Linked DNA regions of Sus scrofa: region 2 is linked to region 1. Evidence: chromatin contacts called from public HiChIP or PLAC-seq data. All regions are on one chromosome and are shown on one strand. Each heading gives the region's core, a stretch centred on a gene start, on an enhancer-like site or on the middle of the called end of the contact. The rest is flanking DNA. Distances are from core to core; before and after follow the strand shown. Region 1 holds the start of SUSD6 (sushi domain-containing protein 6). Region 2 overlaps SUSD6 (sushi domain-containing protein 6).

Evidence for each region. HiChIP or PLAC-seq counts read pairs in DNA pulled down with a chosen protein or histone mark.
Region 2: a contact with region 1 is called in an H3K27ac HiChIP or PLAC-seq map of skeletal muscle. The contact joins the enhancer-like site here to the promoter of SUSD6 in region 1. A contact is called at or near these places in 28 of 47 Hi-C or Micro-C datasets (adipocytes, adipose tissue, alveolar macrophages and 14 more) and 2 of 2 datasets of contacts at active chromatin or transcription factors (alveolar macrophages and skeletal muscle).

The regions. Positions count from the first base shown.
Region 1 is chr7:93,251,504-93,256,848 of Sscrofa11.1, reverse strand. SUSD6 (sushi domain-containing protein 6) reads right to left here and starts at 3,137. Exons shown (of 6, transcript XM_001926947.5): 1 at 2,843-3,137.
Region 2 is chr7:93,329,857-93,335,201 of Sscrofa11.1, reverse strand. SUSD6 (sushi domain-containing protein 6) reads right to left here. Exons shown (of 6, transcript XM_001926947.5): 3 at 1,332-1,529; 4 at 1-70. Among named protein-coding and RNA genes, the nearest start is that of SRSF5, 61 kb to the left of the region's middle. Within about 2 kb of position 2,076, at least 31 of the 83 cell types and tissues checked have an H3K27ac peak or open chromatin away from gene starts, as enhancers often do. A contact at or near this core is called in adipose tissue, alveolar macrophages, fetal liver and 7 more, where this site is marked.

The DNA of each region.
Region 1 (5,345 bases), core at 1,888-4,387:
CCAAATGCTGGGCTTTGAGAAAGCAAGCCTCAGCAAATAAATTTCACAATGGGTTTGCTCTCAGGGTTTAAACACCGAAAGGCAGAGGGGAGGTGGGTCCTACTCTGAGCACCCAGGGACCTGTCTCTGTCTAGCTGTAGGTGAGGTTTTGTTTCATATGCCATGTCTACAATGGTATCAGAAAAGCCACCCTGGAGCCTCCCTATAGACAGGAAGTTCTACTTATCAGGCCTCGTACCAGTATTGTCCTCTCTTTCACACACTGGGCAGAATGTCCTTAAGTAGCAAATGGCCACCAAGGAAAACTAACAACATAAGCCAAAATAAATTGACTTAAAGACTGTGAACGCCATGAGGATATGGCTGGGTTCTGTCTTATTCATCACAGTAACCCCAATACCTAGCCCAGTGCCTGGCACAATTTCTGCATCACATATACTTATAAATACTGAATAAAAGAATGAATGAACATACGAATATTGTGCAAACATATCATAAATGTGTACCTTGGAGAAAGAGATAAGGATACACACGATCCGAGAAATGGCCTGAGGAAGTAGTGCTTTGGAAAGACTTTAGAGACTCCAGTTTCAGAGTTTCCGACATGGCTCAGTGGTTAACAAATCCAACTAGGAACCATGGGGTTGCGGGTTCGGTCCCTGGCTTTGCTTAGTGGGTTAAGGATCTGGCGTTGCCATAAGCTGTGGTGTGGGTCGCAGACGCAGCTCAGATCCGGTGTGGCTGTGGCGTAGGCTCCTATGTAAACCTCCATATGCCGTGGGAGTGGCCCAAGAAATGGCAAAAAGACATTTAAAAAAAAAAAAAAAGACTCCAGTTTCAATTTGACCAAATGGTAAGCAAACTAGAAATTAAGAGTATAATCTAGTAGTTGAGAGTGTGCGCTCTACCAGGAGCTACATTTGTGACCTTGGGTGAGTTATTCGCTTCGGCTTTGGGAATAAAGACAAAATCTACCAAAAAAGCTTGTTGTTTATTAAATAAAATCAAGAAAATTCTTGGCTCAAAGCTCAGTTCACAGTAAGTCCTCAAGAGCTTTTCCTTGTTATTGCTAATATTTTTATCTTGTTAAATAACCTCCTTACTGAGGAGCAGGCAGACAACCCTCCCCTCCAACTCTGTGAAAATTTTCATTTCTGGTTGAATATGCATCTGGCTAAAAATGAACAGCCCAGAAAACTCAAAACTCAATGCCAAGCACATGTCTCTACTAGCCTCCACTAGATATGACAACTTGGGTGTAGAATTCCCAAAACAAAAAAGGTGTATGCATTCACATCATTTACACATATATTTTAAATGACAGCGATGAAAAGAACAAGAAGTGCATTAACCAGTGTAAAGGATGGAAAGCAGAAACTGGCACAACACTGTAAGTCAACTATAATTTAAAAAATTTTTTAAATTAAAAAAGAACTTATTCATAAAACAGAAACCAACTCTTAGATTTCAAAAGAACCGATGAGCTAGGACCAGCCTCCCCTCCAACTCACAGATTTCAAAATCAAACTTACGGTCACAAAGGGGAAACCATGGCGGGGGAGGATAAATTAGGAGGATGGGGTTAACACATACACACTACTGTATATAAAATAGATAACCAAGGACCTACTGTATAGTGCAGGGAAATCTACTCAACATTCTGTAATAACCTATACGGAAAAAAAAATGGATACACATTTATGTATAAGTGATTCACTTTGCTGTACACCTGAAACTAATACAAATTTTAAGTCAACTATATTACAATAAAATTTGAGGAAAACAAGAGAAATGAAAAGGGACAAAAGGCACACTCACCACCTCAGCAGACCTAGAAAGGCAGTGAAGACCTACAGTTTAATTGAACTGGGTAGTTTTACTGGACCTCTCTACAGAGCACACACAAGCACAGTTAGCAGGAGCAAAAGAACCCAGGAAGCTGTCTGCCACCGAGGGGGCATTCTATGGGAACAGCAGCATCAGGCCTCTTTGCCAAGCTGTGAACTTCCCTGGAACCAGCCAAAGAGTTGTTTCTGATGCCTCTATTCTCCCAGGTCTTAGAGTCCCCAAAACCACTTCCCCTTCCTGATCTCCTTACAGATAATTGTTCCCAATTCTGCAGCCCCACAGTCACAACCCCGTGGGAAGGTCAGACCTAAACCAGTATTTGGAGTCCCTAAAAGCCAGAAGTAAAATAGAAAGTCTACATACACAAACAGGAAGTGGTTTCGGTGTCTGTCAGCCCGGATAATAAGAAAAGTTTTTGAGATTAAAGACCAGAACAGGCACAGGGGCTCCAAAAAGCTCCGGGGCTTCCATACCCGGGCTCCAAGGTATCCTCGGTCCACCGTCGCTAAGCCGACCCTACCCGGAGCAGGACCCAAAGCTTTAGTTGGTCTGAGTGCAAAACAGTAACACTAATAGTAACAGCAAGACAGCCTCTGCCTATTTATCTACACTCCAGCGATCTGCAAAGCGTAGTCTCCGTCCTGAACTACCGACCATAGCAGGACCCCAGGAGCCGAGACCCCCGCCACCAAGTTCCCGGCCGCAAACCGGCCGCCCAGTCCTTCTCCAAGCCCGGCACAGCTCACCCCGCTGCCCTCTCAGTCCCGCGCCAGGCCGGCCCACGCCGGCACAGGCAGGGCTCGCCGCCGGGCGTCGAGGTGACAGCGAGGCCGGCGCGGGGAGTGCGGAGAGCAGCGGACGTTGGGTGGCCGGCCCCAGCTCCCCAGCATCCCTCCCGGGCGGTGCGCGCTGGCCCTGCGCCCCTGACAGCCAGCCAGCGGTCCAGTGACACAATGCCGGCCCCCGCCGCCCCTCGGCCGCGGTGACAACTCACCCGGGGAACGGCGTGGCGACCTCCGGGATGGGGGCGCTCGCACCTTCCACCGCGCAAGGATCAGCTCCGCTGCCTGCGCGCACCCGCAGCCCTCTAGGGTCTGGGCGAGACCCCGCGTACCCTGGTCTGGCTGGCGCCGGGCGGCGCTGCAAAACGAGGAAGCGGGAGTCGGGAAACAGGCTGTCGCCGGCTTAGGAGAATGGAACGCGGCGGCGGCAGCGGCGGCGGCGGCAGCAGTTTCCGCGTCACTGGCCCAGCTGTACCGCGCGGGCGGGGGAGGCCCGTGGAGGGGGAGGGGAAGGGGCGGGCAATGGGCGGGGCCAGGCGCGCACGCAACAAGCGCCGGCGTCGCGCCGCCGCGACCGCCCGGCTGGGAGGATCGGCCGGTCGATGGCTGCCAGCACGCACGCGCCGCCCGCCGGCCCGCACGCCCCGAGGCGGGTGAGACGGGGAGTGGGGCGGGCTCGTCTTAAAGGGACAGTGTCGCGCCGACTTCGCTCTTGTGGACCAGTTGATGGTACAGACTCAGACTGCGGTGCCTTTGCGGTGCGCTCTCCATCTCTTTTACAATTAGTAGTAGTATCGTTATTTGGATTTTTAGGATATTATTTGTATTATTGGATTACTATTATTTGCAAAAATTGGTTTGCTTTCCCTTTGACAAGGCTTTCATTCATGCTGCCTTCTTAGCTCCTGAATCGCTCTCCAGGCCTGTCGCTAGGGCAGGTCGTTATCTTCCTATTAAGCAGTACTTCTCAAACTGTGGTGCAACTGCCTACCTCAAACTGCCCCTAAGTTGGGGGTGTAAAAATGCAGATTCGCGGTCCCACATCCAGCCATTCTGATTCAAAAAACTACGATTGGACTCTGGAATCTTTATTTTAACAAGCATTCCTAAGTGATTCCTCAGCGTACTAAAAAGCACGCAACAGATCTCAAGGTTCAGAAAACCGAAGTTCAGAGTGAAGACTGGCAGAGTTGGAGCTAGAACCCGCCACATTCCTAATTTTATTTCCCATTCTGAGCCTTGTCTCCTGGGGCAATTTTCCAACATTATACTATGCCAACCGTTGTGTACTTTATAGAAACAGCATCTATTGGTGATCCCACTGGGGGCCTAGGAGATAAATCCTCTGGAAGTATTTACAGGACTTGTGACCCCTTGATGACAATGGTTATGACTTTTTATTTTTTGCTCCAGGCCCTTGAACAGTGCCTGGTCTCGGAGGTGCTCAATGAATGTGGAAACTTTCCTACTTGAGAATCAGTACCAGAGACTTCAGCCTATGCTGCAGCTTGGGTCTCAGATGCCCATTGGAGGAGGACACACCCTCTCTGGGCCTCTCACCTAGCCTAGTTCTAGTAGGTTCTCTAGAAAAGTGCTGTGAATGATCAGGTCTCATTTTCAAAAAAGTGCAAAAACAAAGCAAGCAGAGTGCAGCCCCCACCCCATCATGCCCACATACGCATCCTCCAGAGAACACTTCCAACCTGGGCCCCACAAACCTACGGCTGTTGCTTCCTTTTCTATAAGCCTGTCCTTGCTCTGCCTCCTTTCCTCCTTGAGTTCTGTTAAGAAGAAAACCCACAGGCCCAAAATGGTGTCACTTGTGCTAAAGCCCATGATACCAAACCTAGATTTAATACCTAACCTAATTGCAGTTTCAGCCTTCACCATAAATGTAATCTTAACCAGTTTCGAATTCTCTGGCCAGCACCAATGAGATGCTGTCACATAGTAATCTGTCACATGGACCCTCACCATTCCCCAGAGGAAGAAGAGGCAATCTGCATGATAAAACCCTTGCCAGTTTTCTCCCTCCAAAAAAGATGTTAGGGCATAAAAAAATAATTTTTATTTTCTTTTACTAATAGCTCCCTTGCCCTATTCTTCCTATAAAACCCTTCCATTTTGTACAACCCCTCTGAGTGCCCTTCTAGTTGCTAGACAGAAGGTCTCTGATTTCTGAATCATTGAATAAAACCAATTAGATCTTCAGATTTACTTGGTTGAATTTTGGAGGGTCTTCTTTCATCTTTTTTTAATTACTTTTTTTTTAAATTGAAGAATAGTTGATTAACAATGTTGTGCCAAATTTTAATATTTCCTAGGTCCAGACTCACTGGAGAAGATGGACACGCTCCCTTCCTACTCATCTCTCCCACTACGGGGGCCATAGCACGCAGATCACCAAGAAGGTTAAAAGCAAATAATAGATCTTCTGGGATCTGCAACAGAGTTCAGCCACAGGCAGACCCCAGGCCTCTGAAAGCAGCAAGGTGGAGAGGAAGCAAGGGAAGGGGTAGGGAGGAATTAGAGAAGACCGAGGAGGGGAGAAGAAAAGGACAAGCAGAATGTCCTGGCAAGCAGCTTGGCATAAGAGAAGATGGAGTGGGCCAGACCTTGGAGCCCCTAGTTTTGCACTGCAGTCAGTTTGACCACTAATAACCACTGACTGGTGACCTCATGCAAGACCCTCCACCTCTCACATTGTAACATGGC
Region 2 (5,345 bases), core at 827-3,326, 79 kb before region 1:
GCCACAGAGCTGGCAGTGGAAGCCACGATGGACAGCGTGGGGACCCCGAGTGACGTATGGGCATCTTTGTCTATAGAAGCAAGCCATCATCAGAAGTGTTTTGTACCCACCAAGTCCCCCAGCATGATGTCACACTGAGACAGGCTATGTATGGCCAGGGCCATCTTTGGAGTTACAGTACAGTGGCTTCTACATCAAGGAAGGGGGGCTATTTCCCTATTCCGTTTCTGAATTTAGTTTTCTTTTCTTTCTCTTTTTTTTTTTTGTTTTGTTTTGTTTTTTTCTTTTGGGCCACACCTGCAGCATATGGAGGTTCCCAGGATAGGGGTCGAATCGGAGCTATAGCTGCTGGCCTACGCCACAGCCACAGCAATTGCCAGATCTGAGCCACGTCTGCAACCTATACCACAGCTCATGGCAACACCGGATCCTTAACCTACTGAGCAAGCCCAGGGATCGAACCGGTGTCCTCATGGATACAAGTCAGATTCATTTCCCGCTGAGCCACGACAGGAACTCCTGTTCCTGAACTTAGAATTCTCTTCACTTTGGACCTTTGGGGACCATCTAACACCTAAACCGACTCTCCCCTTAGAGAGCTCACCTTTACAGACCTTTACTTCTGACCCCATCCTCAACAGCAGGGTGAAGACATCACCCACTGAAATGCACACATCATTTCACCACCTAAAGTTCCGCCCACATCTTTCCCCATGTGGTAGGAAAATTCGTAAGAACTAGGCTGTCATAACCCAGATCCTGCAGCTTTAGTTGTAAATATCAGGCCCATCCCCACCCTTCTCTGGGGTGTCACAGTCTTGAAGCGTGAGTGAAAAGCACAAAGGTGGCTGCCTGACACACGTTCCCACGGGTGGCTGGATTTCCCGTCATGCGTGACAGGAGGAGGTAGAGGGGCAGGTCTTCTGTCCAGTGGGACTGCAGCTCCGGAACAAAACAGTTTGTTTCCATCCAAGGACAAACAACAGAAAAGAGACAGCACAGAAGGTGCTTGCATTGTGCGCATGTGTTCACAGAACACGGTCAAAGGTCACCAGCGCTTGGCTAGACAAACAGGAGATCCGGAGCGTCAAAGGGACCTGACATAGCACAGCAGATGCTTCAGTGGCTCGGCTGAAACGCAGGGGACACGCACCAGCAACCCCAATGTCTTTCACAGAGACGTGAAATCCAAAGGAAGGCAGGCTGCAGGGCATCGGCGGGGCCGCGCTGTCCCAGAGCATGGGGTGCTCCGGAGGGGACGGGCGCCACGTCCCCGGAGTTAAAAGCAAGCAGAACCCCAGCAGCACCCCTCTCCCATCTGCCAAACTGACCCTCGTTGAGCCGGCAGCTGATCTCCATGGCTGGTTTCCACTCGCCATTCTTACACGTCAGGTATTTGTAATCGCCCTTCAACATGTAGCCTTCGGCACACAGGTACTCGATGACGCTGCCCGCGTTCAAGGGGTCTCTGCAGGGACGGGGGTGACAGACGTAGCCACCATTCTCTGGCTCCGGGGGCAGGGAACACACTGTGAAGACAGAGAGGGATGATACGGTGGTGACGTTTTCCAGGAGCCCCGTCAGGGACACAGAGAGGGGCAGTTCTGAAGCTTCAGCAGGAAACACCCCTGGAGCAAAAAGGGCCAGGCCCTTGGAAAGGCTGCTGGCCAAACTCTGGGCATTCAGGTCGTCCGTGATAGAGGCAGGCGCCCTGGCCGCAGAGGAAGCTTGGCCGCCTGCACCACTTCCCTTCTCCTCCCGCTGTGCCCTCAGAGAACCGTATCCATTCCTGAACGGTGGACTCGGGCAAAGCCCAACTTACAGAGACCTAGTGCGTGATATGGTTTCAATAAAACCTAGTGAAATACACAACAGATCAGGGTGACAGGTGGTAAAATACTGATAACCTGCACGGGGGAAATGTTAGCCTTATTACCAACATCGATACCAGAAAGGACTTCCTCGTATAATAAAAATGTGCCTTCTTGGCATCAGAGGGAATTTCTGATGCATTTCCTGGGAGGCTTCCCCAGCTCCGTGCACCACCCATTCCCTGACTAGACCAATCCCTGGCATCACCTGCCTCTATCCCACAGTAAATCCCACATTCTTCACTCAGGTGGGACTGTTCAGTTATAGAAGCACCTTCATTCAGCTGCTCTCTTACTTACTTCTTCTGACAACTCTGAGGTAGTTACCTCTGCTCCCCTTTGAGAATGACGACGTTGCTCCACGCAAGTTAAATGACTTTTAGCCAAGCGTGAGGCAGAGTCAAAGGCAGGCCTGGGAACAGAGCCAGGTCGGATTCTAAAACCTGTAACCTTGCCACCAGCAGCCACTGCTTCCCCCCAGGGGTGAGTGGGCCCTCAGGGAATGCGTATCAAGGTTACCTCCCCTTCACACAGGTCAGTTAGGGAGACAGCAAGCCGGTCCTAAGAGTGGTGGGAACCCTGGTGTAGACACATTGTGGTGATAAATCGGAGGAGCTGGAAGGTCCGAGCAGCCCAGGGAGAAAGGCGGCCTGATTCCAAGGCCTCTCCTTCTGAGCCTGGACAGACACTGTAGAACCGAAGTCCCCAGGCAGTGAATCTCGAGCGAAAACAGGAAGGGACAGGAGAGGCACTAAGGATCACTGTTTGGAAGGCTGGGCTCGGGGCAAGACATGCTGGCAGGTGGCCAGGCACCCACAGACTTCAACTTACCAAAAGCCGTACCAGTGCAAGAAAGATGAGAGTTTCCAAAGGAGATTTGACTTTGCACAAAAACACCCTGTCCCCCGCCAGCCCCCATTACCACAAGGACATCAGTATGCAATAAGACCTGCTGGGCTTTTTTCCACTTCCTCTAACAGACCTGAGTCTCTGACTCTCTGCGATAAGGGGCTCTCCCTTCTCAGGACCGCCCACCCCTCTCTCACCAAATACCACTTCCCTTCAACCTACAAACTACTATTAAGCAGACTGCCTGCCAGCCAGGCTGGAGGGAGACACCAAGTCGAAAAAGAGATGATGGTCCCTGCCTTCAGGCTGCTTATCACTGAGAAGAGACTCCACTTTTAAAGAGCTTTTAGAAGGCGGGGCAGTGTGGGGGGGTCCACAGGGACCAGAGACGTCCAGGCAGCCTCCCTGAAACGAGCAGATGGAGCCCAAAGAAGCCTTAGACGTTCCCTCTGAGGACACACCTTCTCCAGACACTTCCCACGCCATCCGTCTCACCCAAAGCCTTGCCCTGGAGGGAGGAGACCCAGGCATCACAGCCCTCCTGAAGCCTCTCCAAACTCTGGCCAAGTAGTTCAAAGAGCTAACCGGCTGGATTTCCAAAGGAACCTCAGCAAACTGCTTTACTCTTTACACTCTCCCGCTTCTGTTCAGGGCAACAAGCCTGTCACAGATGCCCCCGGCTCTCCTTGGACGGTGTCTAACTGGTGCACTGCCTCGGCATAATTAATGCTGAGCAGCTCCTGAAAGCAGCCAGGACCCACTCAGCCCAGGGTGCTGGGAACGACGGACCCAGGGGGAGGTCCGCTGATCCTAGAGCCATGCCTGCTCTGCTGGGTACTCCCGCCCTTGAAGCCCACGTCTCCACAGAATCTTTGAGCGGGACCTCACAAAGCACCCCTCTTAGAAGGGAAGAACAGCAAGGTCGACAAAGGAGCAACTTGCAACTTGATTTCCTTTCAAGTCAACTAACATTCACTGATGACTGTGTGAGCATCACTGTGAATGCTCTGAGAAAGAATAAAAAGATAAGCATCTCCGGTATTTGTGGCCAAATAGGGATATGACAAACAAGTCCACACATACATTTTAAAAGTTGTTTTCGTCATGGTTTCTGGGTTTTACATCTTGTATAAGGACACTTTCGTAAACATATTCTCCAATATTTTCTTCTAATGCCTTATAGAATGGGTCTTTGTTATATAAATAATACCTTCACAGGAAAAAAAAAATTACAGAAAATATATACTTGGTACAAAATCCAGTAAGTAAGAGGTTGAACATGAAAAGTAAGCACTTCTTCCCTAGTCACTCAGTGCCTCTTTCCAGAGATACTCCGCACAGACTTAACTCCAACACACATCAAGGGATGGGATTAGCGCCACAAGAGAGGGAGCCCAGAGCAGCAGAGATCAGCCTTATGTGGAAGTGGCTAGAAAAGGCTCATGGAGGAAGCGGCATTGCCGGTGGGGCTTGACTTCAGCAGGAAAGGAGGTGGTGGTTTGAAGCTAAGGCACCAAAGTAGGAAAGTATAGGTTAAGCCCAGAGAATCTATGAAGTAGTCCAGGTTAGCTTGGTAGCAAAAGAAAATTCGCCCAAAATTAGTAAATAATTATGATAATGTGATGAAACCATCTCACATAGGGGCCTTGGCTGCAACAGGAGGTGTTGATACTGTATTCAAAGGGCAGAATTACGAGAGGAGCTGAATTTGATATAAGGTGGAGAGAGCCTTTAGGGCAGGTCAACAGCAGAGCAACCCTAATGTGGTGAAATAAACTGGACAGAAGTCCTTTTCTGTTCGTCTGTGAAGATCAATACAAAGGAAATCAAGTACAGCAGGTTTAGCATCATAAAGGGACGGCCTCAGATCCAAGGAAGAAATAAGGAGGCCTTAGAAGGAAAATTAAAAAAACAAAAGATCATTTTCAGAGGCCAAGAATATAAGGAAAAACACGGCCCTCTTGCCCAATCAAAGTGCAGAGCGAGAGAGCCGTGGCGAAGGGCAGGTGTCCGAGCGCATCCTCTCGGGGGCGCCTGGGTTAACAGGAACAGGAAGAACATCAGGAAGAGCAAATAAATCAGCAGTGGCTTCCGGAAGCCACTGTTCTGGGCAAGAGGCTGACTTAATCCGTGCGTCAGGCTCGTGCTCTGACAACTCCAGGGGCCGCAGTGGGAGTTTCAAGCTCTGTTCTTAGCCCTGAAAAGACAATGAACTCATCTGATTTGGCAAAGCTGCACAATTTCAAAAAGAGAGGGAGAAGGCCAGAAGATGGAAATTTTACAGGAAAAAATCAATTAACTCTCCTTAGCTTCCTTCACTGCTTTCTATTATCTTTTGCAGCCACTTAGGCCCCCAGTAAGCACAGGAAGCAGTGAGGTAATTCTGCAGGGGGCCCGGAAGAGCGCCTGGCGCACACAAGTCATCGAGTGAGAGACCATTCGACCAGCTGGTGAGGGTGCGGGCGGAGCAGAAACTAAGTGATCCAGCTGATTTCTACCTCGGGTCCCCACAGCCTAAAACCTTGAGCAGAAACCAACGAGAACCCCCTTCTAAACATCTTCTGCTTTTGTCATTTTGGAGACCATACTTTCAGGAGAAAGAGGCTCATTAAAGGCAAAACAAAC